Regions from separate parts of the Oryzias latipes genome. Here region 2 is linked to region 1. The links are chromatin contacts, called in public Hi-C maps. All regions are on one chromosome and are shown on one strand. The core of a region is the stretch at or near the end of the contact, and the rest is flanking DNA. Distances in the headings are between cores, read along the strand shown.

Region 1 (4,145 bases), core at 667-3,166:
TTTTAACAAACTTGAATTGGAATTAAATGAAACCAGAATGATGGGGCCCACCCACAGAACCGACTCATACTGGTTTAACCCTTGTGCTATCCTAGGCAGGTTAACACTTGGAGTGGGGTCATCTAGACCCCACAGGACAGTGCACTGAACCTTTTTTCTTCAATGATTTGTGATCTTCACTTGTGTCCATGGATTACATGAAACCCTCTTCACCTTTATCCGCCTTTGTCATGGTAGGGAGAACACGTCAATATAAGGATCGGGTCATCTGGACCCCATAGGATAGCACAAGGGTTAAGGGTGTACATAATGACAGTCAGGCGAAGAAATGGATTCCTGCCTCTCTATTCCCACCTCCAACAGCTTATTCCTTCCCCTCCTCCTCCTCCTGCTGTGGTTTCAGGCCAAGGCCTCCTACAGTTCGACTGTTCTGCTCCACTCCTTAGCTGCTGGCTGCCCGTCCCCCCACCGAGGAGCCAGCTGAGCGGCACTCGAAGCTGCACAGCGAGCAGGACTCCCGGCGCCTGAAGGAGCTCCCCATGAACACAGAAGTGCTGAAACGGTTCGGGGTTGAAAGATAATACCACAAATTGCAGATTATATCCCGGTGCATGAGGCATGCAGCATGTATCCTTTGGATGTTCAATAATAGATTAGGATCAATGGGTCTCGTACAGCTAACCACAGACAGAATTTAGACTGTAATAAAGGACTTCTCCTTATTTGATTGTGGAAAACAAGGGGCGGGAGACTTAAAATGCTGCTTTTGAACCAGCACATCACAAAACACACACTAATAGAACATAAAGGAGTCGTTTTTTAAACATAGCTGTCCCATGTTAAAGCCCAACAACATCAGTTTCAATGCAGTTTGCAGCGCAATGCACTTTATCTTTTCTCATGCATGACTGATCCAAATCTAGATAAAGACTCACCACCTCAATGAAATCTTACATTATAAGTAGGGGTGTAGCGATTCATTTACATAACAATTCAATTCATATCCTAATTTGTGGCAGACGCTACAACTCTTAATGGATTTTGGTTCATTTGGATCATTCACTGACCTAAAAATAGATCTTTAGCCAAAACTTTAACCACTTTGACTCAGAGATAAATACCAGGATACTGAACAGAGCAGGTGAAGTTTATCAGAATCCTTGTATTTTTTGGCAAGATATTCAAGTGTAAATCAAATATGTGTACAAACAAACAAATAAACAAGAATTAAAGGTAAATCCATTCACAGTTTAGTTTCCTAAAGTTCAGCCTACTGTTGTTTTTTTTACATCAAAATGGAAAATGATTAGAACATGGTACCACAGTGTATGATCGTGTCTTTAGAAATACATGTGTGTTATTCCGCTGTTATGGTCGTTTTTAACGTCATAGTAAAATAAACCTACTGTGCATCAGTCCAAATGTTGTTTTTTTTCCAAGATCGATACAATCAATTTATTTCATTTAAATACAATTTTATAATTGTGTAGATCAGTTGGATTATCAACTTCCCTCTGATTGATTGGTCTAGTTGGATCGTAGGAATATCAATTGATTCATCGATGGTTACACCCCTAATTATCAGCATATTTTGCTGAATGAAAGGGGGAGTAGATGTTTTCAATGCAGCCCGTCTGCACAGACCAAGAGTCCATACCTTTAGAATGAAATGGATTGTGTAAAGGCTTTTTAGTTTTTATTTCATTTTTTTAAGTTGCACGGCCCTTTAAAGCAGCTGTTTTCTCCTTTCACAGACATCCACATGTCATGCACACACACACACACACGCATACATACACATGCAGTAAACAGACACATACAGCAGGCAGACAGACAGACAGACAGAAAGACAGACAGACATGCTTGTCAGCTACGCTGGAGGGCCCTTGGCTGACTGCTGCTTCAACAGCCCTTCCCCCCACCAAGGGTCTGTCTGGGAGAGGGGGAAGGGAAGCGTGGCTGTCTGGCTGTGAGCACACACCTCAACTAGCAAGAAAACAATGTGGAGAATAGAAGATGTAGGGAATTTAGACTGAATCGATAAGAATTCGGCTCATTTATACACATTAGGAGTTCATTAGTTATGGAATCTCTCTGAATAAAATTCAAAATTTGTGTTTTTTTTATTAATAACTTGTACCTACATTTAGGTATTAGTTATTCAATAAATATCATTAGCTATAATTCTATGATGCTTTGAAATCAACAAACTCTTGTTTACAAGTGACACTAACCTACTTTCTGTTATCAACCCTGTATAATATTGTTTTCCAGCTATGCATAATGGAATGTATTATTATTTTTTTTACCCCTTAAGCCACAAATTCATCGTCCACAGCTCTTTAAGCAGATAAGTGCAGTTATTTATGCGGCCCCTTTCTGATGTCAACAAAACAACCCACAGTTGATATAACCAACCAATGATGTTGCTTTGCAGCTCCCAAGCAAATCTGTGCCATGCGGTGACATCATCATCAAAACGTCCCATTTATGAAGAATTTTTCACATGAACAACAACAACAAAAACTGATACAGACTTTCAGTTCCAGCTGATATTTATTTCCTTCTTTGAAAAAAGTTCTGTACACAAGTTTGCTATCAACAATCTGACAGGCAGTGAATGGACACAACTTAGCTGGCATGAGACAAAACCCCCTCATTTCTCTGTTATGTCAAAAAAAAATGAGAAAAAAACGGGTGGTTCCTTTGTTTATGGCATGATTTAGAGACAATAAATGATAATTCTACACCGCATATTGCACAAGATGGATGAAAAATAAAGTTAATATATTTAAAAATGCTTTTATATATATATTTATATAAAAAAAACAGTCTGAACTGACCACCTTCAATGTAAATAAGGATGTGGAAAAGATAGCAGTTCTAGACAGTGCCTGTCTTTGATAGCAACGACATACATAAACACACAATCTTTTTGCTTTATGGTACAGTCAAATATACAAAGATCAAGTTCACGTTTAAATGTTTTTTCCTCATCCCCCCTCCCCCAGTTTTTTTTTTTCTGAAAAAACACAACAGCTAATAACCTCAATCTGAAATACAAATGCTAGTCACCATGCCATAAAGATACTAAAACATTTATTAGCTAATAGTTTAGCCGACAAGTAAAAAAAAGGTTATATATTCAAATACAATGAGAAACGCAGTACATGTAGATGTTGCGGAACTCAAGTCAGAAATTTGAATATGCTTGATGTTGTCGCTCTTGTTTGTTTGAAAATATTGACAGTCTCTTCGATCCAGTGGTTGACTGGCAAAATGTGACATCACTCGGTGAAAACATCCAAGTCAAATTTTTAAAGCTACAATCTCCTCTTTTTGTTTTATTTTTTTGTCACAGGCAAAAAAAAAGAAGAAAAATGTAAAAAGTGAAATGCAAAGTCGCTGCTGGTTGAGATAGTGACGCTGTTAACCCCACATGGGGTCACAAGAACAGCTGGTGGGAAAAGAAAAAAACAAAACAAAAAACAAAAACGTGTTCCTGTGTCTTTAAGCAACCTGCAGTCTGGCACTGTAAACGCCGAAGGGGCTCAAAAAGGAGGCTGGTTCAAGGACTGGTGCTGCTTTCAAGTGCTGTTGGAAAAAATGCTATTGGGGGGAAGATTCTCATGAGGTGTGTGATTTCTTTTTAGTCAATTTTATAAGTTGTATGTTTTACTAGCTCCTCTGTTCAGTCAACACGTTTTCTCCCAAAGAGTAGGCACAATGTCTGTCCCGCCAAGATAGCAACTAAACGAATTTACCAACGCACTTGAAGGCAGCATGAAAACCAGCCCGCCGGGGTATTAAAAACTAGGAAATCCAATACAGCTGTATTTGTAGGCTACACACACCGATTGTTGACTTCCTCTTTTTTTTTTCCATATATATTTGTACAAAAATACACTGAGAAAATAATCAAAATGTTTCCTCTCTTTGAAGCGTCCAAAAAAGTGTGTACATTTAAATATAAAAAGGGGAAATAAAAAGTTGTGTTGTTTTTTTTTAACTCTAGCCCTTCGCCTGAGAGAAAGAAAAAAAAGAGTGACAAACAAACTGTGTAAGAAAAAGACAACACAGGACTCGAATCATGTGCAGGCCAACATGAAGTTAAAAAGATGTTTCCAACAGTATATAAATACAAC
Region 2 (4,145 bases), core at 688-3,187, 72 kb before region 1:
TTCTTCAATAAGGATAAAAAGGTCATATAACAAATTATATAAGGTAAAACATTTACAGGGTCAGCTATAAGTGAAACACATAAGTGATTTAAAATAACATAACTCATAGTTATTAATTAGATTATTATTGTTTTTTATTTAAATTCAAAGTGACAGTTAACCCTTGTGCTATCTTACATGACCCCCCCTACATTGACGTGTTATTCCTACCATGACAAAGGTGGAAAGATTTCTTTAATCCATAGACACCAGTGAGGTTCACAAATCATTGAAGAAAAAAGGTTCTGCGCACTGTCTAGTGGGTCTAGATGACCCAACTCCCAATGTTAAAGTGCCTAGGATAGCACAAGGTTATGGTGTTTAGATAAAATAAACAAGCTTTTTTTCCATTATAAAAAGAGGAAGTGTGTTTTTTTGTTTTGGCTGAGGAGAATGTTTCGTTTGCCTTTTACACCAGGCAGCAGTGGATGCAGTTTATTTTTACAGACAGAATTGAAAATTTAGAGGGTTTGTTCCTTTGTACTACTGGGTGGCTCAGTTGGCTGCATGCAGAACTGGTCCATGGGAAACCAAGGCTCGATTCCCAGGGGGTGCGATGAGCTTCATCCAGTGTGGGTCCTTAAACACAGGGGTCCCAGTCTGAGTCCCCCTGTGCCGGTCCCCAGCCCGAATAAAATACAGGGTTGTGTTAAGAAGGGCATCCGTCCCCCATCCTAGTATAGTTACAACAGAAGTTGCAAAACAGTGTTCTTATCTGTAAAATTTTCCTCTGACACAACTGTGTTTCGGTTCATTAGGAAGACGTTAGTTCCCAAATCAATACGGTGAGTAAAACCGAGCGGAGAAATAATACTGGAGGTAAAGCTATGTACACGCCTCCCTTGACAATACTTTCAGGCATTATGTAAGAAAAACACATGACCATTGAATGCGCGTTGGCAGCCGTCTGTGGCAGCTAAATTTGACCAATCGGGGTACTCGGATTTTGTAGTGAAGCAGCGAAACTCACCAAACTCAGAGCGTAGCTGGTTCATCTGGTGAAACCAGACACGGCAATAAGCCTGACGACGTCTGTGTTGGTTTTTCAAATAACCAAGACTTCACTGCTGACATGATGCAGATGAACTGACAATGAACCGAATCAAACTGTTTAGAGCCCAATTTGCACTGCTTCGACATTTCGCACCAAGGCTCTTCCAACTGTAGGGGGCAGACATGCACTAATAAACAGAAGAAAAAGAAGAAGAAGCCCATCCCTACTCATCCAGTGTGAACACTACGGGCTACATAAAAACTCGCATCTTGAAACGCTCGGTTTAATTATTAACCAGAGAAGACCTGGTCTTTGTAACAGACAAGGCATCATACTTCCAGCTAGAGGGTCATTTCAAATATCCAAGAGCACGTTAAACCAGCGCAATAATTAATGCTGGTGTAAATATATAATCAGGGTTAGATGACTCTAAAGCAGCACGGTATGGGTTCTATAAAATATTCAGAAAATATATGTTTTTTTTACTCGTATGATGGTTAATTTTTGACACGGTGAGCTTTTTTACATTAAGAAAAATTATGGCCAGGTGTTTCCGAGCTGTGGCATGCCACTGAGCAGCACCTCAATGAGGCTTTTTAGATTGTGATCATTTAGTCTGCCAACACCTCTTCTAAATCATTAACTTAAGGGGAAAGGTAGCCAAGCCGGCTTATTTTTTCACATAGCTGGCTGGGCTGTGTGAGGAATGCTGAAAGCACACACACACACACACACACACACACACACCCACTGAAAGCAATACAGAGACGTACAGAGAGAGGAAAGGCGCAGAGCTTTCACCTTAAAATAGAGAACATCAATAACTGACTGATGTTGACGTAAGGCTTAAGAGGACGGGCTGGTTTCACTTTCCACAAAACAAGCTTGAACTACCCTCCTGCTGCAGGCCACCCACGGACCAGCCTCCAAGCACTCCACAAGGGAAAGAGCGGTGTCAGCACGTCCTCATACCATCCCGCTCGGCTCCTTTCCAGCTAAAGTTACATACAACAATATGTAAGCCTCATTACATTTAGAGAGGACAAAACCACCCAAATCATGACCCACTTTTTGGTTTCCCTGACAAACAAACGCTTTTTTTTTTTTACCCTTTACGCTTACAGCGAGCTTTAAAAGTCTCCTTGGAAGAGCTGCCTGACTGTGAAGCAGTTTCACCTCTGAATTCCTGAACAAAGATGCCATGTGATACTGAGAAAATTAGAGGGGAAAACAGTCAAAGCACACAAACTGAAAACACACACACACACCCTCCCTGTGCACTCTTTTATTCAGACTAAACAGACCTGATAACCCAGAGACACAATAAAGCACGACATAAAAAGCCCCACTGTTTCTCTGCACTTTGCTTTATGCAAATCTAAGCGTCCAACTTTACCAACGGACAAACTTTGCATACATAAATTGACAACTTGTAACCGTCAACTGTGAAGACAAAAAAAAAAAAGGAATCATACTACTGCATCCCATTCGAAACAACTTTTAATTCCACTGCTGCAGAGCCAGATAATAGAATTTCAGTTGGAACAGGTGAGGCTTGAGTGATAAAGGAAGACACTTCAATCAATTTGGGTTTGTTATATGAATTAGATATTGCAGATCTGCATACAAAACTGTAGAAAGATTCACACATAAATGAGTTGACTCATTTTAACATTGTGAAAGACACAAAAAAGTTATTCTGAAACATTTCTTTTTAGACTTCCTGTGTGGCAAAAAGTCTAAAACCCTGGGAAAGACATCAGTCAGCCTGTTTTGGTTTTAACCCTTGTGCTATCTTAGATGACCCCCCCCTACATTGACATGTTATCCTACCATGACAAAGGTGGATAAAGGTGGACAGATTTCATGACGTGGTTCGAATGGGTGGGGAATGCTGATTATTTTCACGCCCCTATCTGGTTCTGTTTCCTTCCACACAGAACAGCGGTAAAGGCTGATTTCTGCGGGTCTCCATTGAGTTGACACAAAAAAAGCGTTCATCAATCAACCGGAACGTCCAATCCCCTCTGTCATATGTCAGACGGTCCGTTCACGCATGCATTTCACAGCAAAAAGCCAGTTAACTGGAAAACAGGTCCGGGTTTGAAAGAAAAAACCCAACTTCTGTTTTACTTTCAAAGTAAAACTTTATAAGACTTAATTTCCTATTTACGGTGACCGCAGATAACACCACAATGGATGAAACTCATAGTGTGTATTGATCTACAGCCCCTCTGCAATCTCACATGCATTTTTGTGATAATTGTAGCAGAAAAAACTAGAAGCTGCAGCTGTTTTTCTAAAAGATGTAATAAAAGTTAAGTTAGAAGATTTGAAAACTGTTTGATGTGTGTTCGTTGTGGTTCCAAGACGTTTAACAAGAAAGACTCATTGTGCGCTGAGACGTTGTCACTTTAACCCAATGCATCATGGGAGATGTAGTGTGAAAACTGCAGCAAAAGGGCAGAAAGACTCACGTCTCGCTAAATATGAGCTTTAGCTGGTATTTTTTGTTAGAACTGAGCGACTTTATGAGCAGAATCAGAACAAGGAAGTGAAGACTTTAACCACTTCTGATTGGTCACACTGATGACATGTGATTAAGCCTCCAAGAATGATTGGTGGAGACAATTGAAGGGGCGGGACTTTTCCGCAAACAGCTGAAGCTACGGCTGAATCGCGGTACCGTCATTCTTATCAAAATGTCTTTAACCCTTGTGCTATCTTAGATGACCCCACCCTTACATGGACGTGTTCTTCCTACCATGACAAAGGTGGATAAAGGTGGAAAGATTTCATGTTATCCATGGACACCAGTGAAGATCACAAATCATTGAAGAAAAAAGGTTCAGCGCACTGTCTAGTGGGTCTAGATTACCCAACTCCAAATGTTAAAGTGCCTAGGATAGCACAAGGGTTACAGAAAATCTACCAATGTGGTAATCATTTTTTACTTTACTTTTTTTGTTGTCCTAAATGTTGCATTAGCCATTGGCGGAACAGTTCAAATCCTCCTTAGTGTTGCTAAAATGTACATCTCGAACTTTTTCAATTTCTTCACCAGTTTTCTTAAAAACTTAAAAAATAATCCTGAACATAAAGAGATCAGATT

Evidence for each region. Hi-C and Micro-C count contacts between places; a contact is called where the count stands out from the background.
Region 2: a Hi-C map of fibroblasts shows a contact between it and region 1, with 2.1 times the contacts expected there. The contact joins two enhancer-like sites. A contact is called at or near these places in 2 of 5 Hi-C or Micro-C datasets (embryo and fibroblasts).

Annotation. Positions count from the first base shown.
Region 1 is chr16:11,449,937-11,454,081 of ASM223467v1, reverse strand. No RefSeq gene overlaps it. Among protein-coding and RNA genes, the nearest start is that of sox4, 4.1 kb to the right of the region's middle. Within about 2 kb of position 1,916, at least 5 of the 8 cell types and tissues checked have an H3K27ac peak or open chromatin away from gene starts, as enhancers often do.
Region 2 is chr16:11,521,868-11,526,012 of ASM223467v1, reverse strand. The region is part of intron 2 of LOC101157968 (a long non-coding RNA gene); the gene reads right to left. Among protein-coding and RNA genes, the nearest start is that of LOC101157968, 58 kb to the right of the region's middle. Within about 2 kb of position 1,937, at least 3 of the 8 cell types and tissues checked have an H3K27ac peak or open chromatin away from gene starts, as enhancers often do.